Linked DNA regions of Anser cygnoides: region 1 is linked to region 2. The links are chromatin contacts, called in public Hi-C maps. All regions are on one chromosome and are shown on one strand. The core of a region is the stretch at or near the end of the contact, and the rest is flanking DNA. Distances in the headings are between cores, read along the strand shown.

What was found. A called contact is a pair of places that touch in the nucleus more often than the background predicts.
Region 1: a contact with region 2 is called in a Hi-C map of liver, with 2.6 times the contacts expected there. The contact joins the promoter of AKT1 here to the enhancer-like site in region 2. A contact is called at or near these places in 2 of 7 Hi-C or Micro-C datasets (both in liver).

The regions. Positions count from the first base shown.
Region 1 is chr5:57,734,082-57,739,957 of Taihu_goose_T2T_genome, reverse strand. AKT1 (AKT serine/threonine kinase 1) reads left to right here and starts at 3,989. Exons shown (of 14, transcript XM_066998424.1): 1 at 3,989-4,279. LOC125183457 (a long non-coding RNA gene) reads right to left here and starts at 3,546. Exons shown (of 3, transcript XR_007165495.2): 1 at 3,416-3,546; 2 at 2,600-2,806.
Region 2 is chr5:57,672,355-57,678,379 of Taihu_goose_T2T_genome, reverse strand. AKT1 (AKT serine/threonine kinase 1) reads left to right here. Exons shown (of 14, transcript XM_066998424.1): 11 at 1-202. Among named protein-coding and RNA genes, the nearest start is that of SIVA1, 31 kb to the right of the region's middle. Within about 2 kb of position 1,554, at least 1 of the 3 cell types and tissues checked has open chromatin away from gene starts, as enhancers often do. A contact at or near this core is called in liver, where this site is marked.

The DNA of each region.
Region 1 (5,876 bases), core at 2,740-5,239, 59 kb before region 2:
TTACTGGAGTTTCAGCATTCTCAGGTATTTTCCCAGAACTAAGAACTCACGAAATACTGTTTTACTAATACGGGAGAAAATCAGCAGCTTGAAGTAGATTTCAGTCCATTAACACCAGAGGCTGTGTCTTTTGATGTGTCTCTACACTGCCTAATGGTGCCTGGTCCAGAAAGGGACTTGTGGTTACTACTGCAATAACAAAAACAACTGTGGTGGTGTATGGGACACAACTGATATATTTGCTATTTTTGTATGCTCTATAACTAGTGCATTTTCTATGCAAACCATTCAGTTCCTGTTTATATACCAAATTCCCCCCAGCATGTTTGCTGCCCTATGTTGCAGCTATCATTATTCCTGATGAAGAGGACTGTACGGCTCTGGCTTTGGAGTTTGTCAACAACACCATTCATGACTCAGCCAGAAAAGCTCTTTGCAGGACTGGGAAGTGTGCCTTCCTCTTGCTCCAGCTGGAGGAAGCGTGCTGACGCCCCAGTGCTGCCCAGCTTTAGCATGCTGGCGACCGGGAAAAAGAATCTGGAAACTAAACATAGGTCTCCTGTCTGACCTCTCCAAGGAGTTTTAGCAAGTCATCGGGAAGAGCTCTCAAAAATGTTCTAGCAAACAGGCATAATTCAGATCGCTGCTCTTCGAGTTACCAGTGTAGCCAACACTGAAGTCATGTATTGACCGGATGAATTTCTAAAAAGCAAAGTCACAATGTTTCAATATGACTGTATTTATTTTTTTTTCTAGATGGCCTGCTATTGTTTTGCTGTCGAGAAATACACCTCCAAACATGGGATTTGTTCAATTTTAGCAGCACACTTATGTTAATTACAGTTGGCCCTGCGAAATGCACTTTCAATTTGCATACTTATTAAGATGGATTTTTGCCTAAGATCAAACCTGAGCTGTTCATTTAAAAACTTTTAATGCCTAGACTGAAATACTGTAACCCTAATGGGATCTCATACAGTCTTTTCCCTTGAGTACAGCCCACCTTTTAAAAAGGGAGGTACAAATTCCCTGTTGGACCATAAATGTGCTGCTACTACTTGCAGTAATAGAACAGAACTTGTTCTACTGGTGGTGAACTCAATAATTCCACTTCATCTTACCGTGCTATTCTTTCTTTTTATACCTGACTGGGTAAAAAACATTTTTTATCCAAAGCTGCGTAATTTAGACATTTTAAAATAACTTGAAAAGTGACATCAAATTATACGTTACCTATATATCTGTTAAAAATGGATGGGAACAGGAGTGCCTGTTCTTCTGCTGTGGTATTGATACAGGGTCTAGGAATCAACCATTCTTTGCCACTAACCCCTGTGTTCAGTATCTTAGGGTAATACAACACCAAGGAACAGTGATGCACCTTATCCTGAACCATTTAAACTAGAGTAAATAGATGTGAAATTTGAGGAAGCGCTCAGGGAAATCTAGGGACTTCCCTCAAAATTAGGGTTTATAGACTATAATCCCATTGATGATAACTGAATGATAAAGCCTGCATTGTTTGCATTTATAACAATTCTTGAGTGATTTCATTGTTCTCAGAGAAAAGAAGGCCTGCTTTTGTTCATTGTTGATACAAAGTCACTCTTGCTGCAGACCACACTTCCTACTTTACCTGGGTATTTTTATCCACAGTACTTTGCTGTGTTTGAGAGACAAGCCTTACTCCAGACTCCGAATCTAACTCCCCCTTCAAATTTGGGGAATGTCGGGTCCAGATCGGGATCCAAACTTTCTGGTTTGGGTCTGTCTTTCATCACGGTAAATCAACAGTCGGCAAATCTAAACAATCTGTTCGCGTTGAATTTTTTTTTTTAATTGCACTTCCTTTTTAGCAAACAACAGAGGTTTATTTTCTTCTCTTCAGGACTGAAATCTATGTTTACCATATGACCTTATTTTTAAAACTGCTGCTTCATTTGCAGGGGGGAAGTCCTAATGACCTTGCTCACCACGCAGCCTGGGAGCTTATCAATCAGAACAGAGTTTGGCAGGAAGGCAAGAAAGCTCTCCTGCAATCAGATCTGTTACCAGAGATCCCCCTGCCTATACAAAAGTGTCTTACAGCCCTGAAGTCCAGTATTTACACTCTATTGCTAAATGTAATTGCAGGCTGAAGACTCAAAATTAGCTCATAACAAAAATAAAAGAAAATAAACCATTTAAGTTATCTATATATTGTCTTAACTGCAAGCTTTGCACACTTACAAATAATTTCCTTTTAAAGATATCTTTGGTACCTACCTACATTTTAGTCTACACTTAATATTCTGAGCTTAATGCATGTTATGTAGAAATGTGATTACAATCCCAGAGAGTTTGTTACAGATTTTTCCTTCCATTACCTTCGCATATTATTAGGGTGTGGACAGTTCTCTCAGCCATTTCATTCTGCCCTCACACCAATACAAATCTTTGCACTGACAGTAGATGCGGATCTGACCCTACATTAGGCAATTAGGCCTGTACGGGGGGGGGGGTTTGCTTCTTCTGTTAAATTACCCGAACGTTACATTTTTAAAACTGTGCTGAAGCATGCTTTCCTAATCCTAAAGGAGAGCTACAGAAAATGCCATACCGGTGAAGCAGTTCATCCAGGAGGAAATGGTCTGTTTGCTGGCGGGTAAGGAAGTCTCATTCTTTCTCCCTCCATCCTGAAGAAGAGCAAACCCTTTCCTCCTCTTTCTTGTCACTGGCTCCTCTAGTGCACTGATGTACGCAAAATCCAGCGATCCATTTGGTACTCAGAAAACTCGTGGTGGATATGGTAATTCGGACAGACCCCCTAGTTGATCAAAATGGAAGAAGAAAAAATTAAAATGTGAATATCAGTAAACACCCATAATCATTCAAATGGCATGGTGCAGAAGCCTCTTATTATATTAAATAGATTTGCTGCCAGTGTAAATGCAGAGTCGTATTCCCCAGCTTTACTGCTGTAAACACATTTTATGCACCTTTATTTTGTTAACAGTGCAACGCTGTGGGAAGATGTGCCATTTTCTAAATTCTAACTAGCTTCCAATTACAGAAACGCGATCATCAGTGATCGTACATTCCTGAACAAATCAAATCATCCTTACAGCCCAGTTAGAGTTTATGGCACTGTCAATTAGAAAATAAACAAAATCCCTTAATGAGTAAACAGGGCAAATTTTGATACTGGAAGCACAGAGAAAGAATAAATCTGTCAAAGCCATTTCCGCAACATCGTTTTTTTTCTCAGAGCAGAGCGGCTCTTAAAGCCTGACAAAATATTGCCTTGCCGCAAGCAATAGTTTGAGTCACTCCAGCAATTTGGGGCGTTTTGGGGCGTTTTGGGGTATTGCTGCTGACAGAAGGGCGGCCTAGAGAGAGGCGGCAGCCAGATTCATGGGCCTGGCTGCTGTCCTACCTGAGCCCCTGGGCAACTGCTCGGCCCTTCTGCACCTCGCAGCCCACCTGCTGTGGAAAAGGGTATTGAAATATCCTCAAAGACACCGTGATACCCCATTATTTGATCGATCAGTATTTAGTAGGCGCAGGGAATGCCTGTGTGCGTAGCGTGTGCGTGGATTTGTACTTTATGGTTTCGGGGAAGCCTCACAAAGCCGCCCCGGTGCTGCGGTGCTGAGGTGACACAGAATTGTCGAGGTTGGAGGGGACCCTGAGGCGATCCTGTCCGACCCCCCCCCGCTCGGGCAGGGTGACATCCATGTCACACAGCACCCTCTTCCCCACAGGCCGAGGTGCCACGAGGCCGCCGGGCCTCTCCCCACGGCTCCCTCGGCAGCCTTGCATTTTGGGGCTAATTATCAGCATTTCGGGAAGCCCGGCCGCCGGGCGAGGATTACGGACGGGGAAGGGGGGGGGGGGCAAGGAGGCGGCAGCGCGGATACCCGCGGCTCCCTGAGGTGTGTGTGTGGGGGGGGAAGGCAGGCGAAAGGCAGGGCTGCTCCTCCCGGCCGGAGGCGGAGCGGCGGGGGAGGCAGGCGGGCAGGGAGGCCGGCAGGCAGCCGGAGCGGCTGTGCGAGCCCCGTGGGCCTGCGAGAGGGGGAGGAGGAGGAGGAGCCGCCGCCCCGCCGCCCGGGGATGGTGAGGAGGAGGAGGCGGCGGCTGCCGTGAGCCCGGTTAGGCCTTTAGAGCTCGGCACCCGCCGGAGAGCCCGCCCGGCCCGGCCGGCTGCCCCCTTTCCCTCCCCCCTTTTCCCTTCCCCTCCCCGGCTCCCTTCCCCGGCCGCCGCCGCCCTCCCATCACCTCCTCCCCGGGCTCCAGCCATGTAAGTGCCCCGCTCCCCCGGGTGGGAAGGGCTGGGGGGGGGGGGGGGGGGGAAGGAAGCGCCGGGGCCTGCTCCGCCGAGCCGAGCCGAGCCGAGCCGTGCGGGGCCGGGCAGGGGAGGTGGGTGTCGGGGTGAGGCTGGGGGGGCGCCCCCCGTTGTCCCCCGGCTCCCCCGCCTTAGGCCGCGGGGGCGGGCTGGGGGCTGCCGCCGCCCCTCCGCCGCCCAGCCCCGGGGCCGCCGAGCTGGGGGGGGGGGGGGGGGGTGGGGTGAGGTTTTTTTGGGGGGAGGTTTTAGGGGGGGCTGCGGCCCGGCCAGGGTCGGTGGAGCCGGCCTGGGGGGGGGCTCGGGGCGAGCAGGAAGCTGCTGGCTTCCCCCAGGGGGCGGTGGGTGGAAGCGTGGCGGGGTGGGGGGCTCCCAGCGGGCTCCCCCCCCCCCCCCCCCGCACAGCGCCGCCGGGGGTCGGGACCTGCCCGAGCATCCCTGGAGGGAAATGGTGGGGGGGGGGGGGGGGGGGGGGGGGGGGGGAGAGGGGAAATGCGGGGGGCACGGGTTATTTCTGAAAGTGTGGCAAATAAAGTAGCCGAGAGCTCCTCCGCCCCCTTCCCCTCCGTCTCCCCCCCCGCCCCCGTTTTCTGCCCTTATCTTTTGTGGCAGCCCCGCGCCGCTTTGCAGACCACCGAGTGTTTGCACGCGGGGGGGTGGTGCCCCCCACCCGTGTCTGCAGGTCCTCGGGCAGCCTTTCTGCAGCCGATTTCCCCCCCCCCCCCCCCTTTTTCTATTTGCAGACCTGTAGGGTGCTGTCTGCAGGTGCCCCCTCGCCCCATCCTGCTCCCCCTTCCCCCCCAAAGGTGAAATTCTGCAGTTGCTGAGATGTTCCTGGAGACTTCTAGGACTTTTACTTCTCTTTCTTTGCAGAACACGCAGTTCTAATAGAGTACATGAGCACGCTGAGACTTCTTACATGTTTTACGGTGTGATACTGATGCTAGTGCAGATTACACCGTATTGGGGTTCCCCCCCAGCCCCTTAAGCCCTTTGGAAAGTATTTAACTATTTTTCTTTCCGCTTTGTTTTCCTACCATCCCGAACAGATAAGAAGCAAATCCGTGATTTGCTCTTGTTTGTTTTATTTATTTGTTTTGTTTGTGCCAGGGGAGGGATGTACATTTCAAAATACAGTTATAAAGGGGAGTTACTAACACTTAATTCAGGAGAATATTTGTTTACAGGTAAATAAATTTGACATACTTCATGACTAGTAATTATTTTTTTGTAGTAGCTAATTTCCTGATGACAGCCACAACGTTTGTCTGAGTTAATAGATTTAAAGACGCTGTGGAACTACCTTTGATTTTTTTAAATAGGAGGGTTTTCATCGTGTATGACGTTTATAGAGCTGGTTTTGGTGCCCAGCAGTGATAAATCAAATGGAAGAATTGATCCAGTGGCCGCAAGTAACCTGTAGCTCCAGCACTGGGGTTTGGTGGCTTGTAAAAATGACCCATAAGTGATTACATTAAGGGTTCAAATAGGTTCGAAACTGTCTTGGTTTGGGGAGCTGAACAAAACTTCTGTTATAAAGACTTTAAAATGGAAT
Region 2 (6,025 bases), core at 305-2,804:
ACGACTATGGTCGTGCAGTGGACTGGTGGGGCCTTGGCGTGGTGATGTATGAAATGATGTGTGGCCGGCTCCCTTTCTACAACCAGGACCATGAAAAGCTCTTTGAACTCATCCTTATGGAGGAGATTAGATTTCCACGCACTTTGTCACCTGAAGCAAAATCTCTCTTGTCAGGTTTGCTGAAGAAAGATCCGAAGCAAAGGTGAGGTTGTTGCTTAATAATTGCAATTTTAAGTGCTCGTGTCCTCAGAAATACCAAATAAGAAGAAATCGAGGAAAAAAAATATATTTGTTAAAGCCTTCACAAAAAAAAGATAGCAATTATTCTGTTCAGAGGCGTGTCTGTGAAAGGGAGCTAACTTCAAGCCAAGTGACTTAAAAGTGACTTTCTGCACTGCCATTTAAAAGATCCATATTGCCATCTTTCAGAAACAACTGAAGATGATACTGCACAAAGGGCTATCGAGCGCACGCATGCCAGTCTTTATTTAAAGTTGAGGAAGGTGTTTTGGATGAAATGGTAGTTTTGTTTCTAATCAGGTCACAATTAGCATCCACCAAGAATAGCTGAGATGTAGTAAATGAACCTATTTGTTTTCATTTTAACTTTTGAAACAAGCTGACCCTGCAGGTAGCAACGTGAAGCGATTTTGGTGATCAGGAGGCTGAGCTTTGGAATATGATGGCTGCCATTAACACAAAACTACAGCGTGGAACAATGCAAGTTAACCTTGCTTTTGGTCGTAATTAATCTGATGGCTGCTGTAGGTTATAAGCTCTATGGTGAATGTTCTTGCCTTGTATCCAAGTTCAGGCTGCTTGCTGTAAGCTTTCTGAATTTTCTGTGAAATCTGTGCCCTTGATTTATCATCCTGCTCTGGACAGCAGGTGGTGGTGTTTCTGCCATGGTTGTGGTAGAGTTTATACCATGATTGATCTACTTTTCCCCTTTCCTCCTTTTGCTTTTTTGCTGTTCTTTATTATTTAAAAAGTAACCTTTGACTTAACAACAACAACAAAAACCAAACAACCCTATAATGGCTAACAAACAAAAAATAGAACAGGATCCAAAAATGATGTTGACCTTTGCACCAAGGTAAACATCGGCTTAAGAACCTGCCCTCTTGTCAACTCAGACAGTTTTTAAACAAATAAAAATTGTGACTCTGCCCCTAGTCTCCTGTCCTGAACCTTTCCACCATAAATAGGCCCCAGCTAGGAAGCTTTTCATGTGAGGTGTACTTAGAGTATTTCGATTTGCTTTCTGGTGCGTTCAGTCTGTACGTGTGCATGCACATAGCACAAAAATGGTTCCTTGCCAGTACTTGGATACCTAGAGCAAAGATTTTTATCATCAAAGTGGATTATTCCCATCACTGCTCTTGACAGAAAAGCCTGCGGAGGGGTTTTGTGGTGCAAACCCACAATTTGTAGTAGCAGAGTGTTCAACTCAGCGGTGACACAGGGAACCAGGAGCAGCTGTAGCCAGGAAAGTGGCCAGCCTTGTGCAAGGTGGCAACGGCAGCCTGTCCCTCCTGGAGCAGGCAGGAGCTCCGGTGGGGCCTCCCGGAAAAGGTTGTGTGATAGATTAGCAGGCCCCCCGGGCACTGTGCTCTGCAAATGTGGTTGCAGCCCGTGCCAAGAGGATTCCTGTCCAGGAAAGTGCTGGGTTAAATAGAATTGTGACCCTCTTGTAGCTTATTCAGGTGGGGCCTTTCAATCACTGGAAACACAAGCAGCATCTGCTGTAATTTGTTCTTAAAGGAGCATCTCTGATGAACCAAAATGCAATTTGTTTACAAACAAAGAACGCCCACTTGTTTCTAATTACAAGGTTTTTCCAATGCCAATAATTACTCCACAATATGCTCATTTTATACAAATAGCCACTTCTTCGCATGTATCTTCAGCAGGCTTGGAACTAGCGATGCTCTGATCTGTTGGACAGATGATTTTCATGCTGCTGATAGAAATAACTACAGGCTAGACAAGCCTGCGCACATGCCTGCAGCTTGCTAATTACACTGGTGCCTCCCAAGCTTTTTGGACTGTGGGCCGTTCTTAAATACTGGTTTCTCCCCAGCCACTCTGCACCCAACTTTTTAACTGTGGATAGGATTCTGCAAATCCACTGCTCTGCGTGGGGTTTTCAGGCAGTATGGAGAACTGAGCTGGAAGCATTTCGGGGTGCAAGTCCCGAGTCCCACCCTAGTAGTTTTATGGGTTTTATTGTCAGCTGCTCTCACAGTGTGGTCTGTGTGCTCGGGTGGGCGCCTGGGGTACTTGGTCATTGACTCATAGTGAGATCACGGAGCCACGCTAAAGAAAACCAGCCAGATGGCCACAAAAGTATGTTCAGTGAAAAGTTAAATGATGTGCAGTAGTCCGGTGAACATCAGCCTGTTGATGACGTTCTGCTGGATCACACAACAGTTCCCCCAAAATCCCCTCCTCACCAAAGCCCAGGGGTTGACAGAAGTTGGGGTCACTAATGTCTGTGGCAGGAAACATCGGCGTTGGCAGCATTTTGTTACTGCTGGTGGGACAGAGGGGAGAGCCAACAGCTTGAGGAAAATGAAACTCTGAGATACTCTCCTTTCCAGTAAAATCACCGCCTCCCAAAAAAAGTTGATACGTAAAGTGTAAATTAAATATCAAGGAGCTAGTGAATCGTGGTCTGCATTGGTGAATCAAACCTTACAATTGCCTGCCGGACCTGAGCTAGATGCACAGGAGCAGCACTAGCAGTCTGCTTTCAGTAATGCCAGCTCAGCTGCAACTCCCAGGCATACGGGGGAAGTATGAAGAACAATAAATCGCATTCTGCTTTTAATCATGGCTGTTTTCTAAATTTGGTCATATGTAGAAAATCTGTTTTGTAAGTGAAAAGGAATTTTGAAGTTTCTTTTGGGATTGATATAAGTTTATTAATCTTGTAACGTGAGCCTTAATTTTCCTAAGAAGGAAAAAATCTATTCTACAAACGTCTTTTAATGTGGCCTGCAATTTTCCTTTGCTGCTTTGTGACATACATCAAAAGGAAGGGGTAATCACAGCATATTTCTACACATAAAACAGCATTTTTTCCCCCTAATTTTTACTATTCTTTCTCTGGCTCTGGGGACTGCGACCTGTGAAGGTGGGCATGGCTCGGAGCGCTCTGTGCAAGGGGGCTGAGTTCAGGTGGGTGGCAGTGTATGAGACCAGCAGAGTGTCTCACAAGTGCTGAATCTTGGCAGGTTTTAAACCAGAGGGAACTCCAACACTGCTTTCTCTGAATTTTGATTGTGTCTGTTCCTACTGCATGCCGTAGTGCTCCCTGCCATGGGGCAGGCTGGCCTCTGGAGTTGAGCCTCTTTCAGATGGGTTTGTCACCAGCTGCTTCATTTGCTTCTTTCTCTGATGGTGCCGTGGGACCTCACCATGCAGGACGAGCGAGAGGAAGAAGGTGCAGCATTTCACAACCCCCGTTGAAAGGTCGGATGACTGCACGGAGTCGGAGCTGTTGCTTGGCTTTGGAGGGCTGAGGCTGCTCTCTGGTAACTGGTGGTGGGTCCCAGCAGCGACGCGGAGATCCAGCACTTCATTCATTTTAGTGGTGGTGGCTCTTCCCACAACCAGAGTGCAACCTTGGCCGCAGGAAGAGTGGGGTCAGTCAAGCCTCTACCTGCATGAAACCCAAACTTTTTTCCCCGTGGAAGGTGGTGATTAGTAGTTGAGGTGTGTCTGCTCGCTCTGTCAGGCTCTGCTACGTGGAGGACTGACAGCTCGAGCGAACCTGCTCTCCGACCCAGCAAGGCCTGCAGCCTCTGCTGGAGTTGGAGGAGGTGGAGGTGACAACTGTAGGGCTGCAGGGGCCAGAGGAAGCCCCAGCTGGCTGGGGCAGGCAGGAGGCTGCCTGCTTGTGCTGCGTTATGCTTCTCGTATAGCTGGGCCTCTTCTGCAGCAGGCTTCAGCCTTGTGGGCATCCAGAGCTTGGACACTGCAGGGTCCTGGGTATCTCCTACGCTGAAGATGCTCATCAAGTCCTCACACACAACTCACCAGGTGCTGTTCAGGGAGAGATGTGGCTGTTGGATGTGATGGTGTTGGTGTAAATCACCTCAGCGCCAACTTGTCCAGGCCCAGTTCGAACGTGAGTTGGGGCACACTCAAGCAGCTCACCCATAAGAAATCTGACCCGAGGCTGAGGAAAACATCAAAGGCAACTCTCTTTTCCCACCAGATTTCTAGAAATCAGTGATGTAGAAACTTCCCAAGCCTCAGCTTCCTCAAACGTGACTGCTTTGTGGTTGCCTACCAGTGCTGGGGGTGGGAGCCGGATGGGCCCCGTCCGTGTCACACGCGTGTGGCTGGGGAAGGAGCGGGGAAGTGAGGCTCAGCGCAGGGCTGGGAGCTGCTTTCCAAGCTCTTCACCTTTGAACAGGAAAGCCCCCAAAGACTGTGTATTCGTGGCCTTTTCCTCCCAAGCTGGGAGTTACAAATGCTCCGTGCTGCCAGCAGTGGCCACAGGGAAGCGACGTAGGTGCAGTTCCTAAATGCTTGCACACGACTGACTGCTGCAGGGCTCCGAGGGCAAGGACCATAACCCGGTACGTTACTGGTCACCTTCCTGGCTGTGTCAGAGGAGGGGAAATAAGCATCTCTGTGCCCCAGAACACAAACAGCTTTTGCTGAGATGATTTTCCTGAGCCCAGTGGGTGTATTTACACCGCTGAAGAACCACTTTTGGGGTTGGGGGGGCAGTAAGAGAAATCATGTGAAAACAAAGCGGCAACCCAAATCTGGAGCCCAAAGCGGTGACTGTTTCCATCTGAGGCCAGTGCACGTGCGAATCTATAAACAACAGAAACCCGTAACCCAGAAGTACGGCCGTCTTCTCACGTGAGGATTCACAGTCACAATCTTTTTGTGGCTCCCGAAACGGTGCAGCACCAGAGCAGGATGATTTGGCAGGTCAGAGTGAAGGCAGTTGCTGCTTTCTTTGTTGGAGCCTTAGAGTAGAAACTTTTTCACTGTAGAGCTAGAAGTTTGTGGGTTTCTTTTTAAAGAACCGGGAATGGACCGCTGGGTGCCAAACATTGCTTACCTTTACAGGGACAAGTACGGAAACAATGTTTTTGCTGCGATTTGCTAATTGCAATTGTCTGGTCTGGGATGATGATGTTTCCACTGAGTTTCTGTGCACACAATATATTTTTAGGATGTATATATAAAAAATTACAGGGTATGTATTTTTAAACGTTTTTGCAGATGATTTCTCTACAGCATGATAGGCGATTGCCCTTGGCTAACAGAGCATGGGAGCTTACGATGAAATGATCATAGTAACTTGCAAGCAACACACAGTTTCATAAAAATTAAAAGTGTGGAAATGGTTTGAGCTTAATATTAATGTTGCTTTTAGTAGTAATTTTTCTCCTTGGGATTTAGCTGAAACACAAAAGCTCAGGTTCTCAAACTTGGATGGAAGCTTAATGAGTAACCAGCAATGTTCAGCAGGTATGTTTTAAGGAGACCAGTTTAGAAAGATTTTTTTAAAATGCTTTTCACCCTCTACACTTTGTTATATTTCCTTGTATACTGTAATCCTCAGTGGACTTTTATTTTTAACTTCTATTTCTACTATTTTTGGTTCTGCTTGAAGACTTACATGCGTAGAATTTAATTTCATTGCACAGGAGTCTTTTTCAAGACTATTATTCATGCTATATTTTTCTTCAGTTGTTGCATGCCCTTACGAGAGACAAACTCACTGCTCTTTCAGTTCTCAGTGTTTCTTAAGCATGCTTTTTGCATTAGGTGCTGACGTAATGTTGTTCACCTTGAAACGGTCTTTTCATAATAGTTGTAAAACCCACAAGTATGTTTTGGAATAAGTTCCTATCCGAAACATGGGTTTTCTATTGTTTTTCCATTCGATTGGAATGGATTTGTTTAGTAGTATAGATTTTTAAAAGGTAAGTAAAACATCTGGGGTTTCTGTTGGCATTTCCCTGAGTATGTATTTGCCCTTCATGGAACA